Linked DNA regions of Mus musculus: region 2 is linked to region 1. A link is a contact called in public promoter capture Hi-C data. All regions are on one chromosome and are shown on one strand. The core of a region is the stretch at or near the end of the contact, and the rest is flanking DNA. Distances in the headings are between cores, read along the strand shown. Region 1 overlaps Afap1l2 (actin filament associated protein 1-like 2). Region 2 overlaps Ablim1 (actin-binding LIM protein 1).

The links. Capture Hi-C pulls out chosen DNA fragments and counts their contacts.
Region 2: a promoter capture Hi-C map of adipose tissue shows a contact between it and region 1. The contact joins two enhancer-like sites. A contact is called at or near these places in 3 of 484 Hi-C or Micro-C datasets (CD4 T cells, CD8 T cells and pre-pro-B cells), 2 of 115 datasets of contacts at active chromatin or transcription factors (embryonic stem cells and pancreatic cancer cells) and 2 of 9 other capture datasets (adipose tissue and liver).

The regions. Positions count from the first base shown.
Region 1 is chr19:56,928,285-56,930,984 of GRCm38.p6, forward strand. It overlaps Afap1l2 (actin filament associated protein 1-like 2), which reads right to left. Exons shown (of 19, transcript NM_001177797.1): 6 at 1,772-1,977; 7 at 1-144. Among named protein-coding and RNA genes, the nearest start is that of Gm38597, 48 kb to the right of the region's middle. Within about 2 kb of position 1,312, at least 13 of the 459 cell types and tissues checked have an H3K27ac peak or open chromatin away from gene starts, as enhancers often do. A contact at or near this core is called in adipose tissue, where this site is marked.
Region 2 is chr19:57,187,334-57,190,035 of GRCm38.p6, forward strand. The region is part of intron 1 of Ablim1 (actin-binding LIM protein 1); the gene reads right to left. Among named protein-coding and RNA genes, the nearest start is that of Ablim1, 27 kb to the right of the region's middle. Within about 2 kb of position 1,443, at least 25 of the 459 cell types and tissues checked have an H3K27ac peak or open chromatin away from gene starts, as enhancers often do. A contact at or near this core is called in adipose tissue, where this site is marked.

The sequences.
Region 1 (2,700 bases), core at 62-2,561:
GCCCAGCACGATAACGTCAGCGTTCATCGGTGTGATCTTGAGCTTGTGTCCTTTCTTCCGCACTTGCTTCTCCTTGTGCACGACGCTGCTGCCCCGCAGGTTCACGTCCAGCTGAGGACTGTGGTCTTTGGACGATTTGTAGCACTGGAAGAGAAGGGATGCTATTTTGTACAGTGGTAGATTCTGCAAAGGAGAGACCCTTGGACACTGGAGTGCACCCCTCTCCTGCGTGAGCCTGATCTTATCTCTAAGTCATAGGGCTGGATACCCTAAGCAGGCCGGGGGCTTTAACCTCCATCAGTCTCAGTCTGTCTCTATGTCTGTCTGTCTGTCTGTCTGTCTGTGTCTCCTCTCCCTCTCCCTCTCCCTCTCCCTCTCCCTCTCCCTCTCCCTCTCCCTCTCCCTCTCCCTCTCCCTCTCCCTCTCCTTCAAGCTCTTTGTTCCTGACTTTGCCAGGGATGTTCCAGGACTTGCATTATTCAATGGTTCTCTATTTCTCTGGCCTCAGAGCAGGGGGCTCCTCAAATACAGCCGTGTGCCACTTAGTGACGTTCTAGTCAGTGATGGAGTGCAGTGATATACAGTGGCTTCCTAATCTTGTATCCCTCAATGGCACAGTTGTCTTTGTTTGAGTAAGAACAAACTATGACACTAACTATGACATCACCTAAGGACATGTTTCTCAGAACGCATTACCTAAGTGACACAGGACTCTCTGTCCCCTGTAGACAGGATTCACTTCTCCACAGTAGGACACATGTTTATTCTATTTCTCTACCTCTCTGCATGCCTTAGCTTTTTCAGCAGAAGATCCACTGGGCAGGAAAGCCAAGCTATGGTCTAGCTTACCAGGCAACAGAACTCTAAGGAAGGGACCATCATCCTCTATCAGAGAAGACATGTTGCCCTTCGGTCTCTTGTTGTAAAATGAACAGCAAGGCAAGATGACCCAAAACAACATCTGAACTGAGGTAGACATATTGTGACCAGAGGAAAGATATTTATAAAGACCGTGTGAGATTATAGGTCAGGGCACAAAGCTGTCTGTTTTTGTTCTGTTTTTGAGATAAGGTTCTGCTGTGATGCCCAGTCTGCCCTACAGTCCTGAGACCCAAATTATCTTGCCCCATACTCTAGAGCAGCTGACCGACCACACCTAGTGAATTTTAATTTAAAATGTCAGGAAATGGGGCTATTGTCAGAGTCCAGTCTCTGGTTCCTCTACAGGTTTTTGACTTAGAATGGGTGGCTCTGAGTTTTGTAATTCTTGGGACAGTTCCAATAGTTCTCAGCTTGCTCAGACCAAAGCAGCAGCCAGAACTGGGGCTGGAGCTGAGCTGAGGAAGCCACTGGGGACGATGTAGCTCTCCAAAAAAGGAGGATGCACAGAGGCCATGTGTTGGCACATGTCTGTGATGCCAGCCCTAGAGATGCTGGGGCAAGAGGGTGACAAGTTCAAGGCCTGTCTGGGCTGCATGGCGAGACCCTGCCTCACCCCTGCCCCTGCCTTAAAACAAGCAAGATGCAAGGGATGGGGTGGGGACAGCAACTTTCCTGCTATGAGAGTTTAATTAAAAACTACTCTATCTTCCTAATTCAGGCAAAATACATTAATCTTCATTTGCAGGATTTTGAACATTATCTTAAGCTAGGGAAATGTTAAACTCTCCTGATATCAAAGGTTCTAACCTCCCCCAGTGTCTTATGGGGAGTAAGCCCCCTCTCCCACAGCCCCTCCCCCCATACCCCAATAGAGAAGATAAGGACTGACCAAGAGCCTGGTGTCCCTGATCACACAGAGCTGCTTGGCCCACTGGCCTAGCCACTTCTTGCGCCACAGGAAGGCACAGATGCGGGCATCACGCATCAGCTCAATGCTGGCCTCGGGCGAGGGCCACTGGTAGGGGGCAGCCTTGCCTTTGCTGTTCTCGTCCTCATCGTAGGACTCGTAGGAGCTGCTCACAGCCTCTCCATCCTCTGCAAGGAAGATCCACCCAGTCAGTCAGGGCCCAGCTGGGCATGAGTATCTATCTGCACATAAGCAACATGAAGAAGGCAGCAAGCAGAACAGCTGGAAACCCCAGGCTGCCACCGCCCCAGCCCTCCCATCCTTGAAACAGCTCAATGGCTTTCCATCCCAGCCCACTTGAAGAAACTTCTCAGACGCTGACTCGGACTGTCTTCATCAACTCCACCAATAACCCCAATGAGCTGCAACCGCCCTGCAGATGAGCTGCACCCTTGCCCTGTGGGCCTCTGGCTCCTCGGCCAATGGAAATTCCAGCTTCCAGGCTGGGTCTACATCTTCCCTAGGTCTAGGAGGGGTCTGTCTCTTCAGAGGGTGGGGGGGGGGAGAAAAAAGGCCACATAAGCCATAGCAGAAAGTGGCTTTTCCAGAAGTGGCTGTTTCCCATGTTTAGGGCATGGTAGTACATAGTTTTAACCTCAGTATTGGGGAAGCAGAGGCAGATGGAGATCTGTGAGCCCCAGGCCATCTTGGTCTATACAGTAAGCCCCTGTCTCAAAAGGAAAAACAACAATAACAAAACACTGTCCTGGATCCTGGTCAAAACCCTTCTTAACAATTCTGTTCATTCCCCAGGTCATGGTCCCCTCACCTACTTGGAACTGCCCTGGGCTCCTGGGCTGGGCTCTGTCTCTCAGCTTCTCTTACTACCAGCCAGAGGAAACTTTGCATTC
Region 2 (2,702 bases), core at 193-2,692, 260 kb after region 1:
GTCTAAACACTGAACACCTCTGACCCATGGACCCACACACAGCACCACAGTGCCCATTCACTCACTGGCTCACTCAATGTTCAGTGGTAATTACTCGGGAGTAGATACAGTGTTGCAGATGCAAACTGAATCAACCACCAAGTCAGTTCCCTCTTTAAGAGGTTTACAGAACCCTAAAGGCTCATCTTCTCTGCTCCCTGTCCCATAAAGCCCCTTTCTCTTTCTTCAATACAAAATTCTTTGTTTCTTTGAGTCCCTACACAACACCTCTGTCTTCCACCTTTCAGGTTTTACCAGCATCCCTCCCAGCACTAACAACTTACTAAAGGTAAGAGCATCTCAGAGCTTCCATGGTACCCACAAACTGTGTGTCAGGTGGTGCACAGTGATAATTCCAGCACTTGGGAGACTAAGGCAGGAAGGTCAGAGTTCAAGGTCATCTTTCTGAGGATTTTTGAGGTCAGCCTGAGTTACAAGAGACCCCAAAATAGACAGCAAGTGAACAGATTACCACCCCCCCCAAAACCAACAGGAAACAGACTTCAATAAAATTGATTTGATCAAGGTCATTACTGGAATCACACTGCTGTAGTTCAAGCCTAGGCTGGGTCCTCTTGGTTAGCAAGAGCAGTGGGGCACATGCTCAAACCCACAGCCCAGCAGATTCCGTTCCTGCTATCAGATCCAATTCTCTTGACCCCTGACTGGCTACTGAGATGGGGACCTATGAAGAGGAGACACCCATCTAATGTGTCCACCATCTGTGGGGCCTTCTCTCTTCCCAGGGACCCAGAACCCCTGTTGTTTTTCTGGGGGCTTCTCAAATCTCTTTCCCATTTTCCATTGGGCATTCCAGTGGGGAATAGCCCTGCTGTTTTTAATATCCATCCGCTGTTCTTAGTCTCTCATAGTGTTTTAAATACGGAGCAGCAGAAAGAATGGAAAGGCAAAGGATACAGATGCCTTGGGTATAGACAGGATTTAGTAGCAATGAACAAAACACCCACGCTTTTAAAGTAATGTATTTCAGCTCTCCAAAGACTAAACAGAGAGTTGTAGCTTTGGAGAGCCAAACACCAAATGTATTGTCTTTTACCCAAGAGTTCCAGAGAACTCCGTCAACCCAGAAAGCATGGTCCCCAAACAGTAAATGATACCTGGAGAACGAGGCACCTGTGCATATTGTACACACCTGGATCACACCTGGACAACAGGTCACCTGCACATATCTGGTCACACTTGTATCGTGGCAGAAACCAATGCCTCCTTCCTTCAGTTACAATGAGCTCCAACACACCTCACAAAAACTACCTCACAATGCAATGGGAAGCTGGCCTACTGTCGGCTGCCATGCCAATAACTTCCACTCACTCTGTGCACACCCAGGATCAGGAAATGACAGCAGTTTCTTGGCTGCAAAGAGGTCACAGGAGGCTGGCTCTATTATGTAACACGGCTTTGCTCTACACGGCAGAGCCTCAGGCCAGTAGATGTCTCTTACTTTGTCTTTGTCACTTGGTCATTGAGCAAGATGAGGTTTTTCAGGGGGAATGGAGACATTAGTGATATAAAAATGAGGAGCCACCTGCAGGATCAATTCTTGTATCCACAGAAACTGTGGACCAACCACACGAGGTCAAAGTGTAGTTCCTGGACCAGGACCATAAAGATTCCCTGAACAGAGTCAGGCTCTGTGCTAGAACTAGGGGATCAGAAATTCTGGGGTTAGGGATTTAGAACTCTGAATTTCACAAGCTCCCCCCACCCCTGCTCCCCATCCCAGGAGGCTCTGCTTGCTAAAGTCTGAGGCTCCAACCCTGGACCACAGTTTCTCTGTAGGTGGCTTTTTGCTTTTTTGGTTTTGGGTGGTGGTGTTGCTAGCATCTTCCTTGATAAGCCTAAATTATTCAAACAAGTCAGCCTGCTTGATTATAGTGGGACCCAGACTCACTCCTGTTGCCCCTGGGTACAGTGGACCATAACAATATTAATCATGTCAGGACCTTAGCAACATGAGTCCTGTCACTCTGTGCGAAACCATGTTTCAGGGAAAAGAGATCATGAACAACAAATATTCACTCTCTACATGATTAACAAAATTTGCCCTTGAGTTCGAAGCTCCTGCCAGTGAGGGATCAACATTCCTCTGGGCCTGCATCGCCCACAGCTCCACACACAATGCAATGGGAAGCTGGCCTGCTGTCAGCTGCCATGCACCCAGACCAGCCCAACCACAATGGGAAGTGTTCCATGCCACTGGGATCAGTGAAACTTCTGGAAAATTCTCTGGCTCTTCAATGCTGGCTTTGGAAAATGGTTAGTGTTTCGACTTTGACACTGTCATGGGCCCCTCCTTCTCAGCCTACACTGAACTGTGACTGTGGTGCAGAGAAGCCACCACCTCAAAGTCCGTGCCAAGGCATGTCTCACGGTAGGGTGACCCCTCCCACCCCCTGCCTGCATGTCCTTTCTTCAAGAAGTTGGAAAATTCACCTTGTTCATTCTCTCTCTCTCTCTCTTTCTGTGTGTGTGTGTGTGTGTGTGTGTGTGTCAGTCAGAAGGTAACCTTGGGTCATGTTCACATACCATACATCTTGTGGGGGTTTGTTGTTGTTTCTAAGAAAAATTCTCTCATTTGACCAAAACTTGCCAAACAGGCTTGCTTGGGAGGCCCAGGGATCTACCTGTTTCTTCCCACTCAG